Linked DNA regions of Mus musculus: all the other regions are linked to region 3. The links are chromatin contacts, called in public HiChIP or PLAC-seq maps. All regions are on one chromosome and are shown on one strand. The core of a region is the stretch at or near the end of the contact, and the rest is flanking DNA. Distances in the headings are between cores, read along the strand shown.

Region 1 (2,700 bases), core at 96-2,595, 230 kb after region 3:
TCAAAGGGTTCCATTCTTGGGCATCCAGACTTTGAGAAGATTCATGAACAAAGTTCTTGGAAACTTAGATGTGAGAGGCAGTCTGGCAGCCGGAGTGGCCCCTCACCCTCAACATATCTTTACTGGCTATAGAGAGTTCCCAGGCTAGACTTCAGATCATGATGGCCTCGGGACTGGTGGGACATCTCCCATTCCCCAGGTAAAGGTTACCTGGCAGGGAGATCTGTCTCTGTGACCCTCAATTCTTAGTCTAGAAAAAGGTTTACAGCCTGGGCTGTAGGGACACACAAGTAATTCCAGCTACTTAGGATGCTGAGGCAGGGGGATCAAAAGTTGAACAATTTAGGCTGTAGAGGGGACCAAAGCTAGCCTAGGTAAGTTTGGGAGGTCCTGTCTCAGAAATAAAAAAGTACAAAGAAGGATGGATGTATAGCTCAGTGGTAAGGAGCTTACTGAGCAGGAGGGAGTCACAGGTTCAAACCCCACCCCCACAAGGTTAAAGAGAACTAGGGCCAGAGAGATGGCTCAGTTAGAAAGGCCTTGGAGACCTGAATGATGCCTGGGCCCCACATGGTGGAACGCGACCAAGTTCCAGAAATTGTCCTGTGACCTACACACACATGCACACAATAAATGACATATAATAAAATTAATTAGCCAGGCGTGATGGCACACACCTTTAATCCCAGCACCGGGGAGGCAGAGGCAGATGGATCTCTGAGTTCAAGGCCAGCCTGATCTGCAGTTTGAGTTCTAGGATAGCCAGGGCTACACAGAGAAACCCTGTCTCGAAAAAAACAAAGAATTTTTAAAAGTAATTTTTTCTGGCTGGTGAGGTGGCTCACTGATTAAGAGCACCGGTTGCTCTTCCTGAGGTCCTGAGTTTAATTTCCAGCAACCACATGGTGGCTCACAACCATCTGTAATGGGATCTGGTGCCCTCTTCTGGTGTGTCTGAAGACAGCGACAATGTACTCATATACATAAAATAAATATATCTGTTTTTTTTTTAATTAATTTTTTTTTTCAATAAAGGACCTGGGACTGGCTCAGAAGGCAAAACGAGGGTGGGCTGGGGAGGGTGCGCCTTGAAGGCTGGGGTTGCTCAGAGCCATCATTGCTGTCTATGTTGAACTAATTCAGGATGGAGCCCCCGTGCGAGGCAGTGAGAGGGCCTCTGATTCTGGACCAAACCTCGAAGCCCCAGGGAGGAAGTGTGGCGAGGGCAGAGTCAGAACAGCCTGTTCCCTATCCCTTGCTCCGTCGATCCTGGGCACTGCAGGGCCTTTTGAGAGGCCCAGGAGCCTGGGGGTGGGGCTGGATCTCTTCGAGGGCCTGACTCATCTCTGGAGGCGCCCTCCTCCCCTGGGCTCCGAAAGGCCAGCTCTCCAGCGAGTGCCTCCTGCTCTGCTGGGTGGGAACGTCGAGTTCCAGCCAGCCCCGGAGGGCGGTGTCTCGCAGGAACCCGCAGCCTGACCAGCACAGCAAAAGGAGACCTGCAGTCTAGACCTTGCCTTAATGGAATCCTGTGTCCTTAGGGAAGCCGGGCTGCGCGGCTACAGCGAAGGTGGAGTGTCCAGACACACTAACCAGCCCTGCCGGCCTCATTACCTGCCCTCAGAATCTGGTTTCTGGTTGAAGCTCTTGCCGTACAGAGCCAGAATTCAGTGCCAACTTCATTTTCAACCAAACTTTCCCCACCAAGCACATGCCACAGTGCCAATCTCTCCCAGACCTACCTCCTCACCGCTTCCCAGCCCCCCCTGGGGTTTTTGTTTTTAAAAGCTATTTATTTATTTATTTATTTATTTTGAGACAAAGTCTTGCTGTGTAGCCTTGGCTGGCCTGGCACTGCTATATAGATCAGGCCGACCTCAAGCTCACAGAGCCCAGGGCTGTTACATTTCCCTGAGTTGGGGTTACAGGTGGCTAGAGCCACCCAGTGCAGGTCTTGGACTTGAACTCAGGTCCCCTGGAATATCAGGAGTTCCTGCTCTTAACCACTGAGCCACCTTGTCAGCCCTATTTTGCTTTGCTGTTGAAGCAATGGGTTGTATAGCTCAAACCTACCCCAAGTCCCCTAAGTAGCTGATGATGACCCTGAACTCCTGATTCTCTGCCCCCTCGACCTGAGTGCTGGGACTATATGCAAGAGCCACTGTGTTTGGTTTTATGTGGTGCTGGGGGTTGAATTTAGTAGGCCTGTATGCCAGGCTAGCCCTCTACCAACTGAGCTACATCCACAGATAGGATCTTCCTCCTACACAGACCAGGCTAGGCCTGCAATTAGTGATCCTCCTGGCCCCCTTCGGCTCTTACCGCTCTTCTCTTCCCCGTTTGACAGCTGGGCACACTGGGGTTCGAGTATCACCAGCCTAAAGAGTCAAGCCAGGAAGCAGAAAAGTCTAGTTTAACCCAGTGGGGAGTTTAGTTCCCATCTCCTCACTGCAGTCTCTGCTCTATGCCCTGGGGCCCAGGCTCCACCTAGGACAGGGGCATCAGCCTGGTTCATCCCAAGCTCCTTTCAGGACCAAGAGTGAAGCCCAGAGCCTGTTAGCTCCTAGTTAGCACATCAAGTGTGTGTGTGTGTGTGTGTGTGTGTGTGTGTGTGTGTGTGTGTTCAGGAACAGCACAGAAACAGACACACAGTCTCTGAGACAGAGATTGAGGGAAGGGAAAAAGAGGTCGCGTCCCAGCTGG
Region 2 (2,700 bases), core at 64-2,563, 260 kb after region 3:
CAGCACTTGAGAGGCAGAGGCAGGCGGATTTCTGAGTTCGAGGCCAGCCTGGTCTACAAAGTGAGTTCCAGGGCTATACAGAGAAACCCTGTCTCAAAAAAAAAAAAATTTTTTTTTTCTAAGTATGGTCCTGAGCCCATCCAAGATCTGTTCCCTCTTGAATCTCCCCAGGGCTGCTCACCCATGTGACAGATCTTAGCTGAATATCAGGTCTATTCTCTAACAGAAGTCTCTGAGTCAAGGGTCAGGATCCTGGGGGAGACTGTCCAGCCGCAGGGCAGATCAAGGTGTCATCTCTCCAGATGTGCAGAGCAGAGCACAGTTGGCATCATGGGGCTCTAGGACTGTGGCTGGTTATCCTGAGAGAGTGATGTCACTAGGTTCCGGTTCTCAGCTTCAGCAGCCTTGTGTGTACTGGGGATCCTGACTAAGCTGTTTTTACATGTCTAAAGGGCATTTTTTTTTTTACCATGTTCCTTACATCCTTACATGGGGGCCAAAGCTCTCTCCCTGAAAGCTAGCTCTACAAGCTGAAAGTCAGGTCCTCGTGGCACCAAATCCAGATTAAATAGGAAAATTTGTCCCTAGAAAGACCCTTGGCAGAGCCACCCAGGGAAAGGCCAGTCACAGAGTTCCAGACATGCAGGCTGTAGTCATGGGTCTCTTGGGAGCAGACAAGATCAGATAACACAGGGGTCTTTTGGGTTATCCCCACACTACAGGGCTATACCCCTGACACTAATGTTCTAGAGCCTTCCACCCCAACTGCCCCTCCCTCTTGGTTCAGCACAGGACCCATCCAAGAGCTGTCCCCTCTTAAGTTTTAGGTCAGGCTGGACCTGGGCCAGCCCACACTGCAGAAGGAAGCCACGCCACTTGTTCCTGGTCCAGTTCTCAGCCCCGTGGAACCAAAGCAAACCAGTGGAACTGCCACCCATTTCCCACCTACAGAGGGCTGCGATGCTAAAGCTCTGGAACCAGGCCGCCTGGAGGATGCCCGGCTCCATACTTATTATGGGCTGGTTGGTTGTGGGCAGGTGGTGGGACCAAATGCTCCTCTCCCCCACCCCTGAGGGTCAGAGGAGGACTAAGGAGCTGAAGCAGGCCATCCAGGGCAGCGGCTGGGGCAGAATTCCTTTCCATCCCCAGCAAGGCAGTGACTACATTCTTCACACAGCCCGAGGACAGGGCTGAGGCAGGCTGGGCCTCTAGGTCTGCTGCTTTTCCCAAAGAAAAGCAGTCCTCAGCTTTTGCTGGGTTGCTGGCTGCGTGGTTTGGAGACTACATTTCCCAGTTTCCTTAGTCATGTGACCAAACGCTGGCCAATGGGATGTCAGCAGAAGTTTTCTGTAAAAGCAGAGGGTAGAGCACACACACACACACACACACAGGCGCGCGCGCGCGCGACCCCCCCCCCCCCCCCGACCCAGTCCCATCCCCCTGTCCGATATCTCTTTTCTTGACAAGAACGAGAAGCTGGAGTCTGGAGCAGGAGCAACCATTGTGTACTGTGTGGTTAAAAGCTATAGGATTTCGTTTGGTTTAGTTTTGAGTCAATGTCTCTGTAGCTGCCTTGAGACCCTGCCTCAAAACAATACAAAAGAAAAAATACTTAAAAAAAAAAAAAGAAAGTAGGAAAGGTGGGCAGGGATGTAGCTGGGTCATACAGCATTCGCCTACATGTGCAAGGTCCTGGGTTCAAAGGAAGTGGGGGGGGGGAGGCAGAAAGGGATTGTGGGTACATGCATTTTAGATTTGAGACCCTCATAGCTTCTACTTTCCCTGCAGCCCCTAGTGTAGTTGGGGAGAGCCGAGGACCAGTTACCATCAAATCAAGAAAGAAAGGGCTTCAAAGGATTGAACCTATCTATGCAAAGGGCCAGAGGTCTGTCTCCAAAGGAGGGAACGTTCTGATGGGGCACCGAAGGATGTGTATGAGGCTGGCCACAAAGTTAGCAAGAAAGCTGTGTGCAGGAGAGAGGGTGACAGTCTTGTTTGTTCGTCCGATGCCTCACTCATCCTTGGGTGATCACAGACGTAGCCAGTCCGTGTGACACCACTGACAAATCAGAACAGTGGTTCCTAGGAGGGACTTGAAACCCCAGGCTGGCCTGGGTTTATCCATGGGCTCCCACCCCACCCCAATACATGCCGTGAAACATGTCCGGTGGGCTCCCTTGGCTTCCTGGAGCCCAAGCCCTTGGGGAAGTGGATTCAGCAAGGGCCCCAAAGAGAGCTTGGCCGCCAGAGGAACCAAATGGGAGTTTCCGCTCTGGGAACAGCAAACGCTAGATGGGCCTGCTTGAACAGCCACAGTCCCCTTGTCTGGAGTTCACAGAGGTGTCAGAGGCGGAGCGTCCCTGCAAAGCCTTGAACGTTGCGACCAAGGGTCCTGGAGCGCCCTTGGGCTCCCAGGAAGGACGTGTTGTTGGGAGCGATCCTTCTCTGCCCCCACCCCCCAATCCTTCTCCCAACCCCACGGTCCTGGGAAGACCCGGCTGCGCGGCTCACCCTTTCAAGTCGGCCTGGGAGTCCCCCGGGCCGCCCTCCCCAGCGAGGGCTGGGACATCAAAGCGGCCGCCGCGGGATCCGGTTGCGGAAGGGGCGGGTGGGCCTTGGGGAGGTGGCTTCGCCGGGCTCCCTTTCATCCCGGCTGGGAGCCGACTCCCCGGGAGGCCGCTCTGGGCTTCAGCGAGTCCC
Region 3 (2,700 bases), core at 166-2,665:
TTTTTTTGTTTCAGTTTCCACAATCCAACACCAAATGCATCCTCCCCCAAACTTTCATCTGGATTCATACTCTCTGAGCTACCACACTGGGAGCTTGTGACAACCAAGCCTGGCCTTTTAGGGCTCCCCAGGAGTCCACAGTGAGTGTGCCTGGCTGTACCCTTCAGAGGCTCACATCCCAACCTTGCTGTCCTCCAGTGACCCCTGTTGACACCAGGCTGCTGTCATGGTGTTCAGGCTGGAGCTTCTGCCCCCGGCTCTAGCCAGGGGCTTTCTTAGTAGTGACCATCCAGTTGGAAGGGCTGTTCTTTCCATGGCTCCAGGCCTCTGGGTTCTGTGATGTCTGCTTGCCCTGGAGCTGCTGTGGCTACTGTCTGTTCACAGGATTGTGGCCTGCTTACCCATGATGCTCGGGGCAGCCTCTGTGTGGCAGACTGAGGTCTGGATTATTTTCATTTCTCTTCAACCTGTGGCTTGTTGGCATCCATCAGTTCTAGAGACTCATTGGCTGGCTAAGCTACCATCTCAGTCTATGTGGTTTGGGGATAGAGCCCAGGATCTCATACATGGTAGGCAAGGGCTCTATCCACAAGTCATACCCACAGCCCATAGAATCACCTCCCCCCCCTCCCCCGGTTTATCGAGACAGGACTTCTTTGTGTAGCTCTGGCTGTCCTGAAACTAGCACTGTAGACCAGGCTGGCCTCGAACTCACAGAGATCTGCCTGCCTCTGCCTTCCGAGTGCTGGGATTACAGGTGTGCACCACTACCATGAGGCAAGAATCATCTTTAAACATTGTTTCTGTCTACTTCCCTTCTCTCTGAGATTCAATTAAACCCTATCTTTTTTTAGTCTGTTTTTTCCCCCAATCTCTCCATTTTATGCTTCTCTGAAATGCATTTTGGATGTTTTGTCTTAGATGTTTATTTTAGAGGTTTATTTTATGTGTATGAGTGTTTTATCTGAATGTATGTATATGTGTCTACCGTGTGTGTGCCTGGTGCTCTCAGAGATCGGAGGAGGCTGGAATTACAGATGATTGTGAGCTGCCGGGTCGGTGCTGGGAACCTAACCTGAGTCTTCCGCAAGAGCAGCAAGTGCTGAAGAGCTGAGCCATCTCTTCAGCTCATAAACACTTGAAGCATTTTCACATGCCTCGGGTACATGGGGAGGTCAAAGGACAGCTGGCAATCAGTTCTCTCCTTCACCACGTGGGTTTCATGGATCAAACTCAGGCGTCCGTGCTTGGTGGCAAGCCATATTGCTGGACCTGGATATTTCCTTCTGACCTATCTTCTTTTAATCTAATTCTTTCTTTGGCTGAATTGAATCCATTCTCCCACCATCCCTAGATTGTCTTTTCATCCCTTGTTTTAATTGCTTATTACTCAGAGAGGAGATGGAGGGAGGAGGAGGATGTGAGTCACAGGGAGCACGACCCACGATGCCACAGGAAGGAGCTCCATTGATGTGGCTGAGCCCATGGTCCCCAAAGCTTTCGTTCTCCAATTTCAAAGACTGCAGGGAGCCCTAGGGGCTCTTAACTCCTGAAAGGAGGAGGTCTCTGAGTTCTTAAGTGGCCATGTTGTGTAGCTCTGGATGTGGGGTCCCTAAAGGCAGATGGAACACAAGCGAGTGAACAATCCACAAAGAACTGATATCGCAAACTTGCAGCTCTTTGGTTTAATGGCAAGACACCAAAATTCAGATGTGTACAGCACCATCAGCAATGAGTCAGAAATAAAATCTCAGGGCTTTAGTTTATTTACGTACTGGCTTATCATATCGCTGGAGAGCAAATGCAACTACCTGTATGTGCTAGGCTGCTGCTCTACCACTGAGCCACATCCTTGACCTCTGCATCTCCTCGCAGTCATTGTCACAGTCATTGTCACAATCACGTCCAGCACTTCTGGTCTTATTTATCTTTTAATTTTGTGTCTTTATTTGCTTTTATTGTATGACTGTTTTGACTTGCATGTCTGCCTGTCTGTCTGTTCACTGTGTGTGTGTGTGCCTGGTCCCTGTGGACAGAAGAGTGTGTTAGATCCCCTAGGACTGGAGGTACAGAAGGTTGTGAGCCACTGTGAGGGGCCTAGGAACTGATTCTGGGTCCTTTGCAGGAGCACTGACTAGTGCTCATCAGCACCAAACATCTCTCCAGGACACCTCTACTCTGTTCTTTTATGAACTTGCTATATTGTCTTATAGCATTTTTAAAATTAATATATACACACTCTGAGGCAGGAACTTGTTATGTAGCTCAGGCTGGCCCTGAACTCACAATCTTTCTGCCGCAGACTCTTGAGTCACCACACCTGGCTGTTTCTTGTTGCTTTGTGTTCACAGGTGATCGTACAAACTTGCCTTTTATTGGATTTATTTCTTTGAAAACCTTTGGCCAGGTGCAGTAGCTCATACCTGTTGTCCCTGTGCTGGGAAGGCTGTGCTAGGAAGATTGCTGTGTGTTCAAGGCCGGTTTAGGTCGATATCATTATGGAGTGACATCCTGCCTCAAAAACAAAACAAAAAGTAGAGGAGGCTTATCAGGGGGTCTGATGACAGTAGTTCAATCCCTGGGACCCACACAGTGAAAGAGAGAGCTGACTCTCACAGCAAGTGGACCTCTGACCTCTATGTGCATGCCTTGGTACACACACACACTCACACACACATATATACACACAATACACTCACA
Region 4 (2,700 bases), core at 114-2,613, 170 kb after region 3:
GGAGACCTCTTCCCTCAGGAAGCTGCCACAAGGGTGATTGAGCTGTCAGTACAAATGACAGGCTATTAGGTCTGGAGCCATTTTGATCTGAGGTTGGCCAGGGTGTTCCTGTGTTCCTGTACATAGTGGGGACTGGGGGATTCTGGGGTTGAGGGCTTTCTCTTGTTCCTCAACTGTCTCCGACTCTGGTTAGAAAGGCACCTCCGCCATCTGTCATCCCTCCCCCACTCCCTTCTCCGAGGCCCGGCTGTGACTGGGGGCTGGCGTGTCTGGTAAACAGGCGGCTGGCAGGTCCCCAGGGCCTGTGGGTGACAGGCCTGGTGCTGGCACCAACCCCAGGGCAGCATGCCGAGGAGGAGTGGAGATGAGTTCTGGGGACCAGGGAAGATTTCCTGCCATGTCTGAGAGAGTCGTGGCTGTGTCCTGTCCCTGGCTCTCCAGACCTCCGTGGCCGCTATGACTGTCCACCCCTTCTCCAACGCTTCAGCCCCAGCCTTCACATCTTCCCTCCAGCTGCCTTCAGAGAATTCAAGTCAATATCTGGTGTGAAAGGCTGTCGGGTTCTCTCTACCTGGGTGAGGCTAGGCAGCCAGCTCTGTGCCCTGGGGAGCCACACTCCACCACCAGAGAAACTGAGGCCAGAGGGCAGGTGGAAGTGGGGTGCTGAGAGCTCTTAGGACTCCACCCCCAACCCTTCGGTCAGCTCCCTGCAGTGAGGGGCCGGGTGCCTTCGCCTCGGTTGTCTTATCTGGGGAATGGGAGGGAGGTCAGGTCTGTAGGAAAGGGGTCCTGCCAGTCTTTCTCAGCTCCCTCACCTCCCCTGGGGGAGGATGAGGAGGGGCAGGAATCTGTCCAGGTCGGTTCCCGGCTCCCCCTCCTCCAACACGGCGCTGCCAGTTCCCTCCCCTCCTCTCTCCTGCCTTCTGGCTGCCAGCCCCTCCCCACACGGCCCCAGACCCCAGCTGCGGTGTCTTTACAGCTCTGACCAGCCGCTCAGCCTCTCCGACTCCTCCCTCCCTCCTTGCTTGCCTCCCTCCCTCCCTCCTCTCCACTTCTCTCCAACATCCTTCCTCCTCCCTCCATCCTCTCCTCCCTCCTCCCTCTCCTTCTCTCCATCCTCCCTCCATCCTCTCTCATCCCTCCCCCCTCCATTTTCTCTCATCCCTCCTCTCCCTCTCTCCATCCTCCCTCCAACTCCCTCCTCCCCTCCCTCCCTCTTTCTCTCTTTCTCTCCCTCCCTCCCTCCCTCTCTCTCTCTCTCCCGGGGAAGAAAGGTCACGGTGCAGCTGATTACTCAGAGCTCAGTTGCTGTAGCAACCGGCGGGGGAAGTGGGACAGGCTGGCTTTGAGGACGCGCGAGGTCGGCCGCGGGCGGCTGGAGCCGGCGCGGGCCCCGGTGCGCGGGAGGCCGCCTGCAGCCCGGTTCTGCGCGCTGCGGCCCGGCTCCGGGTTGCGGTTTTAATGAGGAGCCCGCGCCCCTCCCGGGACTGCTAGGAGAGAGTTTCTGCTCCTAGTCTCGGTTCCCCCGGCTCGGTGTAGGTATCCGCCCTCCGCCTGGGTTCTGCCAGCGCCTCCTTTCTTCTCTCCCAGCCGCGTGAGAGCAGCTGCCTCCCCCTGCGTGCGCCCACCCACCCCACACCAGCTTTAGCCAGGTGTCCAAGGAGACCCCAACACCCTGTCCATCCCCCTCAGCCTTTGTTATTACCAGGGAGACCCAGCAGGAGACAGGTGCACAGGGGCTGGCTTAAAGACCCACCGTGAGCGAGCCTGAACCTCTCTCTAAGCCCTGAGAGCCTAGAAGACTCGGCTGGATTGCTGGAGAAAGCCAGACCCCTGCTGTCCTTGGCTCCTCTCCAGCTAGCAGCCAGATGAGCAAGGTTAGAAGAGACTGGGTTAGCAGGGGTCCAGCCTTGACAGGAAGGGAAGAGGATCCAATCCCCAGCCTGTCACCTCCACCTCCACCACATACACACACACACACACACACACACACACAGCCTGGGGAAGTGACCAGGCCACTTTAGGAACCGGTTGACATCTTTTTCAAATGTTAAACTATGGCTGGGAGGTGTATTGTCAGAGGTAGAGCATTTGCCTAGAATTAGAGGGAGCCCTGGGTTCAAATCCAGCATCACACCTAAAAATTAGAATACACAGTTATTTACCCCAATCATTCCACTCCTAGGTAAGTGTGTCAGAGATAGGAAAACCAATGTCCGTACAAAGAAGGGTCATGGATGCTCAGGGCGCCACTATTGATACAACACAAATCCCGGAAGCAGCCCAAGGTGTGCCCACCACTCCAGAAGCTGCGGAGCATGAGAGAGCATAGCCTGCTTGCTCAGATTTCTCCAACACTCTAGAAAATGCTACCTGATCTATGAAAGCAGAGTGCAGTTCTGAGGGTGCTGGGGGCCTGAGAAGGACTACAGAGGGGCTCGGGAATCCCACTGGGCCAGGCTGATTGCTTCCTGGGTGAACAAAGGAAAATAGAGGTTCCAGCCGCACAGGTCCCTACTTGTACAGTCACACAGGGAAGAGAGGCCCTAGCACGTGCAAAGGTCCAGTGGCCAGGGTGGGATCAGTGAGGGGAACATTGCAGGATATCCTGTGGCCCCTGTATGACTCTAGCACCCTTGAGTATGGTTTGCCTGAGTTTGTGCTACCCTGCTCTCAGGGATGCTGCTTGCTGGTCCTGGG
Region 5 (2,700 bases), core at 42-2,541, 180 kb after region 3:
CTGTTAAAGATAGGGGCCAGAGTTCAGACATTTCCTGGACTGACTGCCTCAGTTTCTCCATCGGCAAATGAGACCACAGCAGACACTGCACAGATCCGGTAGGACAGCTCATGGTAAGGACCTGTCCAGGATGTTGAGCTGGCCAACTGTGGTCTCTGACCACACTGTGTCACAGACCTATCTGCCAGGTGACTGTGGACAAGGCTCAGTCTCCCGGAAGGGCACAGTTGCGCATGCACACAGTTGCACATGCGCACACTCACGCTCTCCTGACCTGGGCAGCTTTGGCTCTTCTGCAAGATCATGCAGATGTCAGGAAGGCCCAGAAACACATACTCAGACTGTGCACATGGACATACTACCACGGTGCACACTGATGTACACAGAAACATGCCAACAGCACACATATCAGTGTACATGGACACATGCCCACAGCACACAAATCCATGTATAAGGACACACACATATGAACACAGATACCAAGTCCACAGCACACACATGCGTGCACATAGTTATGCTCTCACTGTATAATCAGCAATGCACGCAGACATGTCTCCCTATAGAAATTCTCCATTGCACTTGGCCCCTGGGTATGGACAACTGCCCCAGCACCCTACCTCCTATGTATAGACACAATGCCCCAGCACTCTGACCTCTACACAGGGTCACAGTCCAGGTGCTGGTGCACACAGACACATCTGCACACCACACACGGGCCACACAGAGCCAGGCACACTCGCCTGCAGCACACAGGCACACCCACACTCTGCAGCTCCCCGCACGGCAGCTCACACTCCTGCGCACACTCACACCCTTGCTCCGCTGAGCGCCAACTGTTGGCGCGCGGTGGGGGCGGGGGAGGGTGGCGGGGGATGAAGCCCACGACTCAGCGAGGAAGAGGGGCGCGGGGGTGCGCGGGCGGGCGAGGAGATGACAGCCCGCGGTCCCCCTCGAGTCCCGGCTCATGAATATTAATGCGGCGGTAATTAAAATGCAGGGACGCAGCAGGATGGATGCGGTGCCTCCGGAGCGCTCTGCGGCGCGGGCGGGTGGAGCGGCTCCACGGCCGAGGCCGGGCCGGGGACACCTGCGTCCCGGTCCCCTCCACCCCCGCGCCCTAGGGCGGGCTGCGAGCCAGGCCGCCTTCCCGGAGCCGCCTTCCTGCGCGGCCGCTGATGTCAGAGGCTCAAAACTTTCCGCTTCCCGCCCGGCGGCCTCGGGCCCTGAGTCATCGCCGCCCCCGGAGCCCTGGCCCGAGACGTGTTTGTGCAGAACCAGGCTCCGCTGGCCGCGCCTGACGTCAGGGCCGGGGCCGCCAGGCCGCACAGCTGGGACGATGCCACCCCCGAGGGGGGGCGGCTAGAGGAGAGCGCGCACCTGCGGTTCTAGGTTCAGATGCGACGCTGGCTGCCTGACCTTGGGCAGGGCCTTTTTGTCCCTGGGGGACTCTGACTCCCGGATTTGCTTCATAGCAGATGCTCCACAAGTCTGCACAGCCTTGTGAGGTGCCTTGTCTCCTGCCTCTGACCCCACCCAGTACTCCCGAGGCAGGAGAATTGCTGGGAGTTCAAGAGACAGAGAGAAAGAGGGAGAAGGAAAGAGACAGAGAAAGAAGCAGAGAGAAAAAGGGTGTGTGTGCGTGTGTAAATTTAGTTGAGGTGGGAGCATTTTTAATTCCAGCTCTCTGGGGGCAAGAGGATAGTTGTGTGTTCAAGGCCTGCCAGGGCTGCACAGTGAGTCTCTGTCTCAAAACAAAAACAAACAAAACAGTCAAAATCTAGAGAATAAGTGCCTTAGCCTCAACTGATACATCTACAGCACGACTCCTACAATCTAACACTCAGGGGAAACTGAGGAAGAGCAGAGAGATTGTAAGGGCCAGAGAGCAGGGCCTCTACTGGGGGATTGTGTTTTCTATGAATGAATGACAAGGAAGCTGAACCCATGAAATCTCAACAGTATGCTCACCTAAACAAGACCTTCATGATGACGCCATCATCTGACAGACCAGCACACTAGGAGGCGGGGTCTCACGAGGTCCCACCCCGACAAGGGAGCCACAGACAACCAGTGGCTGCTGAGAAAGGGGAGATTCTCCAAGGGTGAGCCTGCAGATAGCTTATCCAACCCCAGGAGGTCAGAAGTCAGCCGGTTGTGTGGGTTTCAATAATAACTAAAGAAGAGGCCATTAATTTCAGAGTAAAAAAGAAAAAAATTGTAGACTTATGAGCTGATTGTGCAAGCTGGGTAAACAGAGGCTGGAAGGAGAAAGGGACCTGGAACCTGGCCAGCTGTTAAGGGATGACTGCAGTTGGGAGCACTACCGATGACAGGTCTGGGTTCAAGTCATGGCCTCTGCTCCTGCCAGAGGTTCCAACCTAGAAGACTTGCTCGGGAAGACCACGCAGAGAGTGTTCCAGAACCTCCAGTTGGCAGGTTCTCGGGCTGTTTGGCTTTGTCCTGTTGGGACCCAACATACAGAGGGAAAACTAGATTAAAACTAGGCTGTCCTTCTCAGAGGCGGGTGGGGTGGGGTGGGGGTGGGGGGCAGCTGCTGTTCCTCACCTCTGCCTAACATCCTTCCCTGAAGCAGCAAAGCCCCTCACCTGGGCAGTGGCTGGGGCTCCCTGCCCACACTGTGGAAGCTAGTGGACCTTGTAGGCAGCTGCCCCTGACCTCCCCTCCTCTCCGTCTCCCCTC

What was found. HiChIP or PLAC-seq counts read pairs in DNA pulled down with a chosen protein or histone mark.
Region 1: a FOXA1 HiChIP or PLAC-seq map of pancreatic cancer cells shows a contact between it and region 3. The contact joins two enhancer-like sites. A contact is called at or near these places in 1 of 484 Hi-C or Micro-C datasets (bone marrow-derived macrophages) and 8 of 115 datasets of contacts at active chromatin or transcription factors (bone marrow-derived macrophages, double positive thymocytes, embryonic basal ganglia and 2 more).
Region 2: an HNF4G HiChIP or PLAC-seq map of pancreatic cancer cells shows a contact between it and region 3. The contact joins two enhancer-like sites. A contact is called at or near these places in 3 of 39 promoter capture datasets (the HPC-7 cell line, second pharyngeal arch cranial neural crest and trophoblast stem cells), 1 of 15 datasets of contacts at CTCF or cohesin (large pre-B cells), 6 of 484 Hi-C or Micro-C datasets (the HL-1 cell line, the N1E-115 cell line, bone marrow-derived macrophages and 3 more), 14 of 115 datasets of contacts at active chromatin or transcription factors (bone marrow-derived macrophages, craniofacial prominence, embryonic basal ganglia and 9 more) and 3 of 9 other capture datasets (adipose tissue, liver and pancreatic islet).
Region 4: a FOXA1 HiChIP or PLAC-seq map of pancreatic cancer cells shows a contact between it and region 3. The contact joins two enhancer-like sites. A contact is called at or near these places in 1 of 484 Hi-C or Micro-C datasets (trophoblast stem cells), 8 of 115 datasets of contacts at active chromatin or transcription factors (bone marrow-derived macrophages, a colorectal cancer cell line, embryonic basal ganglia and 5 more) and 1 of 9 other capture datasets (embryonic stem cells).
Region 5: a contact with region 3 is called in a FOXA1 HiChIP or PLAC-seq map of pancreatic cancer cells. The contact joins two enhancer-like sites. A contact is called at or near these places in 5 of 39 promoter capture datasets (the C10 cell line, cranial neural crest, frontonasal cranial neural crest and 2 more), 3 of 484 Hi-C or Micro-C datasets (bone marrow-derived macrophages, embryonic fibroblasts and nephron progenitors), 9 of 115 datasets of contacts at active chromatin or transcription factors (SST interneurons, bone marrow-derived macrophages, a colorectal cancer cell line and 5 more) and 1 of 9 other capture datasets (embryonic stem cells).

The regions. Positions count from the first base shown.
Region 1 is chr2:30,752,031-30,754,730 of GRCm38.p6, forward strand. No RefSeq gene overlaps it. Among named protein-coding and RNA genes, the nearest start is that of Gm39783, 18 kb to the right of the region's middle. Within about 2 kb of position 1,346, at least 109 of the 459 cell types and tissues checked have an H3K27ac peak or open chromatin away from gene starts, as enhancers often do. A contact at or near this core is called in pancreatic cancer cells, where this site is marked.
Region 2 is chr2:30,782,213-30,784,912 of GRCm38.p6, forward strand. Gm39783 (a long non-coding RNA gene) reads left to right here. Exons shown (of 4, transcript XR_001783261.2): 4 at 822-1,406. It overlaps Gm39784 (a long non-coding RNA gene), which reads right to left. Exons shown (of 3, transcript XR_866114.2): 3 at 1,449-2,699. Among named protein-coding and RNA genes, the nearest start is that of Gm39784, 3.7 kb to the right of the region's middle. Within about 2 kb of position 1,314, at least 102 of the 459 cell types and tissues checked have an H3K27ac peak or open chromatin away from gene starts, as enhancers often do. A contact at or near this core is called in the N1E-115 cell line, embryonic fibroblasts and pancreatic cancer cells, where this site is marked.
Region 3 is chr2:30,526,241-30,528,940 of GRCm38.p6, forward strand. No RefSeq gene overlaps it. Among named protein-coding and RNA genes, the nearest start is that of Gm14487, 7.1 kb to the right of the region's middle. Within about 2 kb of position 1,416, at least 28 of the 459 cell types and tissues checked have an H3K27ac peak or open chromatin away from gene starts, as enhancers often do. A contact at or near this core is called in the N1E-115 cell line, a colorectal cancer cell line, embryonic fibroblasts and 1 more, where this site is marked.
Region 4 is chr2:30,692,073-30,694,772 of GRCm38.p6, forward strand. No RefSeq gene overlaps it. Among named protein-coding and RNA genes, the nearest start is that of Gm14486, 15 kb to the left of the region's middle. Within about 2 kb of position 1,364, at least 344 of the 459 cell types and tissues checked have an H3K27ac peak or open chromatin away from gene starts, as enhancers often do. A contact at or near this core is called in a colorectal cancer cell line and pancreatic cancer cells, where this site is marked.
Region 5 is chr2:30,710,955-30,713,654 of GRCm38.p6, forward strand. It overlaps Gm14488 (a long non-coding RNA gene), which reads right to left. Exons shown (of 4, transcript XR_866106.3): 4 at 2,193-2,460. Among named protein-coding and RNA genes, the nearest start is that of Gm14488, 8.9 kb to the right of the region's middle. Within about 2 kb of position 1,292, at least 343 of the 459 cell types and tissues checked have an H3K27ac peak or open chromatin away from gene starts, as enhancers often do. A contact at or near this core is called in a colorectal cancer cell line, embryonic fibroblasts and pancreatic cancer cells, where this site is marked.